Regions from separate parts of the Rattus norvegicus genome. Here region 1 is linked to region 2. The links are chromatin contacts, called in public Hi-C maps. All regions are on one chromosome and are shown on one strand. The core of a region is the stretch at or near the end of the contact, and the rest is flanking DNA. Distances in the headings are between cores, read along the strand shown. Region 1 has its middle 34 kb from the start of Tnfaip3. Region 2 holds the start of Tnfaip3 (TNF alpha induced protein 3).

Region 1 (3,761 bases), core at 146-2,645, 35 kb before region 2:
CTCTCTCTTTCACACACACACACACACACACACACACACACACACACACACACACACATTCTCTATGTTGCTTAGACAGGTTTTGGAAGATTCTGCCCATTTTGCAAATGAGGAAGCTGGGGCTTCGAGAGAAAACTCCCAGGGTGGCAGCTAGTGCATGGCGGGTCTTCAGTGTGAGTCTTGGGAGCCCTCTTGTCCCCCTTTCCTCAGACACCACAAGTTGCATATGCCGGCATTAAACTGAGAACATAGCATCGATGTTTTCTCATCTGCCTTTGGAAACTGTTGGGATTTTTGAGACAGCCTCTCCCTGTGTAGTTTAGGTTGGCCTCAAACCTTCAATCTCCTTGATCTAGTCTCCTATAGGCACAGCCCCTCAAGCCCCAGACTTCTATGTATTTGTTTATTAGTTTGGGTGGGTGGGTGGGGGACCCAAAATCTCATGTTTCCTCCTGCTTTGGTCTAGAACTCTGGTCATATCACTTTACCCACTTTCCAGACTGAGAATGGCTTTGGGGGCCGGGGGATGTGGTTGGGTATCCAGGTCCTAAAAAGCTACAGAGTTGGCATGTCAACCCTCAGGAAACCTGAGTTCCACTATAGCATCGTATTGTTTATGCACCGAGGACTCTGTCTTATGAAATGAAAGCAAAGTTTATAACAGTGGCAAGAGCTAAAATGGGCATAACAAGCAGGCTTAGCCACCTTGACCTCCAGCCAGGACTGAGACATAGGTGTGGTAAGGCTTTCCTCAGCTAAGACCTGGCATTACTCAGCTGTCCTCATGAATATCAACTAGGAAATGACTTAGGAAAAGACAATAACTTAATCTGATAATCCCTTCCTTTTTGCTGATCTCTGAGACCTGAGACTCATGGATTCTTCAGAACTTATACCTGGCTCTGGAAGCCTGTTCCATTCAGACCTATCACTCACAGACACTCCCTACCGATGAATTCGATGGCTTACGCTTTTGTTAATGGGTTCAGTTCTTAATGTTACACTGGACATGTAAGCCTCTTTAAAAATCACCTTGGAAACATGTTGGAAAAATTCTCTTTGGAATCAAAAATGAAATAGAAAAAAAAGAGAAAACTCCAAGAAAGATATTCAGAACCAACTTGAACAATGGGTGCATAAATAAAGTGCACCACAAATAAAGTACTCACCATAGTGAAGGGGAAGTTCATGGTCTATGTGTAAATTTTAATATTAGAAAGTTTCAGTGGGTTAGAGCTCAAAATTCTAAAGCATGACTGGAGAATTTTCTGTTGGCACACTGTACTTTTACAAGGATTTCTTCCTCCTCTTTCCCCCCTTTTAGCACAGGCTGACCTGATCTGACAAGGAATGTGTATGACTCAGACCACAGACTGACTAGTTGTGGTTTGAAGGGTGTCACTTCAGAATTCTAATCTCTTTTGTCATGGACCATCCCTGGGGATTCCAAAGTATTACTAGCCATAAAGGAACTCCCCTTCTCAATGAACCACAGCTCACAATAAGAAATGAGCAACTTGTGATAGTGAAAATGGGACATTCTAAAAGAATTAACAAGCAGTAAAACCAAATCAATTCATTACTGACCATATTAGGAAAAGGCCCACAGGTGACAGACAAAAAGCTTCAGGAGAAGCAAATGGCATAATGTTTTATGGAAAACTTACTTAACAAAAATGTTTGTTAGTACTTTTTCCTAGTAGGATATGTTGGAAGAGAATACATTTTTTTTCAGCTACATAAGAATAGATTATTCTAGTTTGGGGGTTCAAAACAAGTAACCCTAGCCATGTCTTAATTAAAGTCAAGTTTCATAAATGTTTACGCACACAGCTAGTATGTACCACTTTGTGCTAAGAAGTATTGGTGAGCTGGTAAAGCAAGGCCACCTTTCCCTTCTATTCAGTAGAGCAATCCATACTATAGTCACAAGAATTTTAAATGCTGCCTGAGGTATCATGCCTCTTTTAGCACTCTGTTCTGTCTTCAGCATGGATGCTTGAGATGATCAAGGATTTGTGAAGTCTTCATTCGCTCCAACTTCTAAATATTTCTTCAGTATCAACCTTTAGGTGTGTTTGCATATTTCTTTTTTTAACAACCTTTTCCAGGTAGAGGCACATATGCACATGCTAATAATGCTACAACAAGAGGGCCTGCCACCTGGATAATACAATACACTCACCTTCAGCCCAGGCGTTTAAACCTTAAGAGGCAACAGAACAGTCAGGACTGGGAAGGAGTCTCTCTGAAAAGAGCAAGAGCACCGCTCAGAGCAACAGAAGGTTAAGGTTAGAGTTCATTCGAGCAAAGCTTCCCCAGGTGCCGCTTATCACACTGAATACACAAAGTGAAAATAGTACCAGGAGTCATGCAAGTCATGTTTTTAGAGAGAGCACATCACATAGAAAACGCTGGAACTTTTCTGATTCAAAATTCCCAAGTGGAAGGACTGGGGACTTTCTGAAGGGATTGAATGACTCGGCTTTATTATCCAACTTTATTTGATCAGTATGTAAAAAGCAAACAAACTCTCACACAGACAGAACCTGCCTGGTGATGTAGTTAGGTAATATACTGAAATCACCCTCTGTAAATCCGTAAATTCATGACTGTCATCAAGTAGTGACATGCACCATCTGTGGCTTCTTCTTCCTCTAACTCCACTTGCAGTGAAGAACTCCCTGGGTCCCATCGAGAAACACCAAATTTAGGTAATATGCTGAACAAAGCGGGGGGGGGGGGGAGTAAGATTGGAAGGGAGGAAAGAAAGGAGGGAGGAAGGGAAAGGAAGCAGAGGAAAGGAGGGATCCTGAGAGAGAGAGAGAGACTGGAGAAAAAAAGAAAGAGAGAGAGGAAGAAACTTCTGTGGGCATCAGTAGGGGGAAGCAGGGATTGGAAGTAGAGAAATCTGTGGCCCTTTTAGGACTCAATTGGATATCAGGAGATAAAATGGACCCATTCAATCTGTGAGATGGTTTGCTGTGTTAAGTGTTTGTGACACAAGCATGAGGACCTCAGTTGTGATCTGAGAACTGGTTGGCAGAGACAGGAGGCCCTTGGCTGGCTAGCCTGTCTATCCAGTTGGTAAGCTCTGAGTCCAGTAAAAGACACTGTCTCAAAACAAAACAAACAAACAGAAAACTAAGGTGAAGAGCGAGAGTGAAAGATAAACTCTGACCCCTGACTTCCAAATGCATGTACACAGGCAGGCAAAGAGGGCGCGCATTATAGGGGTCAGTTTGACACTCTAATTTGAAAGAATCCTAACAATCTCTACTGTTAACAAACAGGCCTTGTTAATTTGTATCATCAAGGAGGCTGCCTAATGGATTCACCATGTTCTGTGCATAATACTCTGCTAGTCTGATTGATGTCTTTTCTCCCACAGTGATTTCCTCTCTTAAGCCTTGTAGGGGGTGGTTCTGAGGTCCTGTTTCCTAATTAGTTCTTGATCCATCAACAAAGACATCAGGGGCCAGTTGCTGGGCAGAAGGAAAGAGGCGGGACTTCCGGGTCCCTACAGTAGGTGGCGAAGAGACTTAGGGAGAGGAGGGGAGATTTCACCATTCTTTGGAGGGAGAAAAGGCCACCAGCCATGTGAGATCTAGGGTGGAGGGGCCATTGGCCACTTCCCCGACTGGGCCTAGGGTAGCAACTAAAGCTGAGAGCAAATATTAGGGTGTTAAGCTGGGACGAAATGTAACGGAGCAACTAAAGTTGAGGACAGATTTAGGGTGCTGCGCTAAGAATATTGGGAA
Region 2 (4,007 bases), core at 292-2,791:
TAGGCTACTGTGTTTGTCAAAGAGATTCCTAGGCTTGAGATAGTCACGTGGTTAACCCTCTCTGGTGGGCTTTGGAACAAGACAGACACAGTTCTAAAAACTGTGTAGACTGTGGGCGCATGTGGCTTAAGTTTTCTAAATTTCACATAAAAGTTTATGTGAACCTGTAACAAATACTTCAGGAATGTCGTCTTAAATTACTACCATTGTTTGAGTGTCCGAAGCTGAAAACATCTGTAAGAAGACAAATATTACCAGATTTGAAATAGAAACGGTGTAGGGAGGGATGTGTGTGTGTGTCGGGGGGAGGTGGAGGGATATGTGGAGGGGGTGGGGGGAGTTAGCGGATAGACCAATCTTGGAGTAGTGGCCAGTACTCTTGCTTCAAGCCCCCCTTTACAAATAATAATTTAAAAAATGCCATTGTGCTCTGTCACCTAGCCCAGTCACTCCTGGGGACAGGAACACATGTTTCTAGTTCAAACGTGCAGTATACTTCCTGGCAACTTGGCAACTTGACGAACATACCTAAAGTCACAGTGGCACGGACTATCTGCCTGGTTTGCGTTACTGTTTTCTAGGATTTCGGCCAAGGGGACACTAGAGGAAAAACTCCAAGAAGGTAAAAGCATTTTAGCATCTCTCTCTCTCTCTCTCTCTCTCTCTCTCTCTCTCTCTCTCTCTCTCTCTCTCTCTCTGCAGAGCTCAAGCCCCTGTGTCCGAAGCTTTCTCCCTTCTAGAGAAAGGCAAGCTGTAGTCGGGGATCAGGACAATATGGAAGGTTCTCCACCAGTGGCTTCTTGGGGTGAACTAATTCTCAGGCAAACCAAACAACACCTAAGAAAACAACTGTAGAGGATGGGGGGAGACAGTAATAAACTTGAAGCACTTTCTAAACCTTAATGCTCCTTGGAGCACGGAAATAAAGGAGAAACGGAGCAAATGGAGGGTTGTAGGGGTGATGGAGGTGAATTTAATTTTCTCTGAATTTGACCTTGCCCCTGTAACTCAAAAACTGCAGGATCATGGTGTCTCATCTCACTCTGCATTGCATCCAGCCTGAAGCTGACACAGGGTCTGGAGAACCCTGTGGCCTTTTCTCTCAATCCCCTCAGGACCCTGAGAACGGTTCTTTCTTAAGTCCATCACGTGCACAGCCCAGACTTCAAAGCCGGCTTCATGCCTGAGGTCCTGTGTGTCTGGGTGGTTTTTAGGGTTTTCTTTCTAATTTCCCTTCCTTTTCACAGCTGATTTTCTTCAGAAAAGAGGCTATAAAAAAGAACCTATTGCATTTCCAGTTCCCATCACCACTATTTCCACATGGATGTGACGTGGAAGGCAGCTTCCGAAATGCCCAGGTGACTCACGCGGGGACACCCCGGGGCGGGACCTAGGAGTTTCTCCGGGCGGGGCGGGGACGGCCTCGAGCGCCCTCTGCTGGCCGGCCGCTCGCCATGCGGGAGTCACGTGACTGGAAAGTCCCTCGGAAATCCCCCTGTGGCGAAGCATACAACTGAAAGGCAAAAAAAGGGAACTGCCCAGTCTGCAGCCTTCGGAGCCGGAGGCGGAGCGGTGAGCTAGGCCGCCGAGAGACGTGCACACCCCCAACCAGAGAGCCCGACCGGGCGTCCATGGGGCTCCGCCTCGGCCCGACCCCCACCACGACCCGAACCACGACCCCCGGCTACGGCTCGCGCCAGTGACGGCTGATCGGCCACTTGGGCTCTGCGAGGGCTCCGTGCGGCCCCAGGAGGTGAGCAGTACTCCGGCTGGGGTGCACGGCTAGCAGGATACAGGGGGGGTGGGTGCACGGCCAGAGGGGTGCAGTGCCAGCCAGATTCAGGGTGCACGGCCAGCTCAGTATGGAGCTGTCTTGCTATGGCTTTGCAGGAGTTCTGGGGTGAGGGTATTGTTGGCCAGAGTTGAGGTCCGGGTGCCAAGTGTTTAGGTTGACAGCCCTAAGTTTCTCCAGCCGTCTGGTTAGCTAGCTATTCCTTTCCGATCCTGCAGGGTGACGTGAGCTGCAGCTGGCTGATGAATAGTCACCCTTCGGGTCCCTAGGTCGTGTGGTCGTGGGTGTACCCACTCTTCCAGCCCCCCCTTTGGAAATCAAGTGCAGCATGTTCATAGGCACGTAGACCTTGCAGAGTCGCGCTGGGGTTTCTTCCCATATTGTGCATTACTGGCCCAACAGGGGATGGTTTTCTCAGAGGCCACCAAATCCAACTTGGAGGCTTCAGCCAGCCAACTTTTTAGTGATCAATGTGGGAGGAGGGTTGCGGGGAGGGAGGTGGAGGGGAGGGGCGTGCTTTGAGATTGCCACTAAGGCCCTAGTTGCTCCGGTATAAGAGTATGCATGCAGAAATGATTCTCTGGCCTGCTTGCTGGGGAGTCCACGTTTGGTGGCATGTAAAACTCCCTACTGCAGCCTTGACTCCACACTCAGACTGTGACTTGTCAGTCCGGGTCCTTCGTCCCACATCCTGCCACCTGGCCTCTCAGGAAAGCTGAGGTATTAAGAGCTCTTTCTGGAGCATGCTTTGTTTTTAGTTCTCCTGTTCTCTCATCTTTCTTTGGAAAGCTGGTCTGGTCAAGTGGAGGGGGGGGGGCACCGTTTGGAACTGATTATTGTTCATTAGCCTTCCATACGCTGATGTCCTAGATTATTGAGCAGATTATTATCGGTTGATCAGGGCTCATTCTTGTGGTCTGATATGCTACTTGGATCTTTTGCAGCTCGTTGTATAGATTTTTGGAGGGGTACTTCCCAACAATTGCCCGAGGTATCTGTTTATAAATAATACAGAAGTTTCCACATCGCGGGCAAAAAAAAAAAATCTGTTCAGAGTGGAAAAATAAAAGTGGGGGAAAGACTTTGGTGAGTAAGTTCTGAAGAACCTTATTGATCCTGTGACAAAAATTGGGAAATTTATCTGTAAGGGAGTGAGGTAACAAATATATTTTTAAAAGTTAAGGGTAGTGCTTTAATTTTTTTTTTTTACCCATAAAACATTACAATGATATGTCAGGAAACTTTATTCTCTAAATGTGGGGAAGTCCAAGAACTGGAAACTTGGGCAGAGGGAGGTTTAAGCTCTGTCTTAAATAGGCACTTTTGCACGCAGTGCAAGGCAGAGTCCGTGAACGGGGTCTTAGTGGGCTGACAGATACTGACCTTTGCATGTCTTACATATGGCTTAGAGCCCCCGCCACTTTTAGATCTATGCTAAAAGTTCTTGAGGTCCAGAAGAGCAAAATAGAATAGCCATAAAAATAGAACAAGGTGCAGCTCACTGATGCAAAACTTCTCCTTGCCTGTTTCTGAGAGCTGCAAATGCTGTACGCCAGGGTTGCTATCAGGAGACCAGCAAGGGATTGAGATGGGGAATAGGAAGACTTGGCTTATGAGCAGAGCTGCATCCTTACGTCTGCTGGACCTGAGATGGGTCTGACCATCACTGCCTTAGCTGCAGGGGTTGTCTGACAGATATCAAGGCTAGGAGTGAAATCATACATTTTTAGCTATCGCATCAGGCACAAGGGTTGGCCTTAAATAGGTGGTCCAGCCTTGCTGCTTGCATGCATCCATTCATGGATGGGGTGATGACATTGTGAGAGAGACCATGCTATATCACCAAGGAGATGTATGTGTGGTAGTTTTGTCCCATTCTGTCTATGTTTCTGCCTAATTCTACTTGCGAGGCGCAACTGTCATCAGGCACAGAGAATAACTTCCAGGCCTCAGCATCCCAATGCAAATTCCCAGGAGCAGCCCCTCCCTTCCAAGCAGGGAACAAGAACTTACGATTTCTTTTCCCTCTTGCATAGTCTTAACACCGTTTTTATTTTAACCTGGTGAGTTTGCATTGGAGGATAGTATGGTGCCGGAGTGGCATTAAGCTTCGCTGAGAAATTTCCTAGGTGCTCTATATCATTTCTGTCTTCTAGGAAATTAGGATGTGTGGTCAAGTGCCCAAGGAGGGTCTGTGAGGACAGTGAAGCAGACC

The links. A called contact is a pair of places that touch in the nucleus more often than the background predicts.
Region 1: a Hi-C map of the A7r5 cell line shows a contact between it and region 2, with 2.5 times the contacts expected there. The contact joins the enhancer-like site here to the promoter of Tnfaip3 in region 2. A contact is called at or near these places in 2 of 12 Hi-C or Micro-C datasets (the A7r5 cell line and liver).

Annotation. Positions count from the first base shown.
Region 1 is chr1:15,576,520-15,580,280 of GRCr8, reverse strand. No RefSeq gene overlaps it. Among named protein-coding and RNA genes, the nearest start is that of Tnfaip3, 34 kb to the right of the region's middle. Within about 2 kb of position 1,395, at least 9 of the 93 cell types and tissues checked have an H3K27ac peak or open chromatin away from gene starts, as enhancers often do. A contact at or near this core is called in the A7r5 cell line, where this site is marked.
Region 2 is chr1:15,541,513-15,545,519 of GRCr8, reverse strand. It overlaps Tnfaip3 (TNF alpha induced protein 3), which reads left to right and starts at 1,541. Exons shown (of 9, transcript NM_001427106.1): 1 at 1,541-1,753.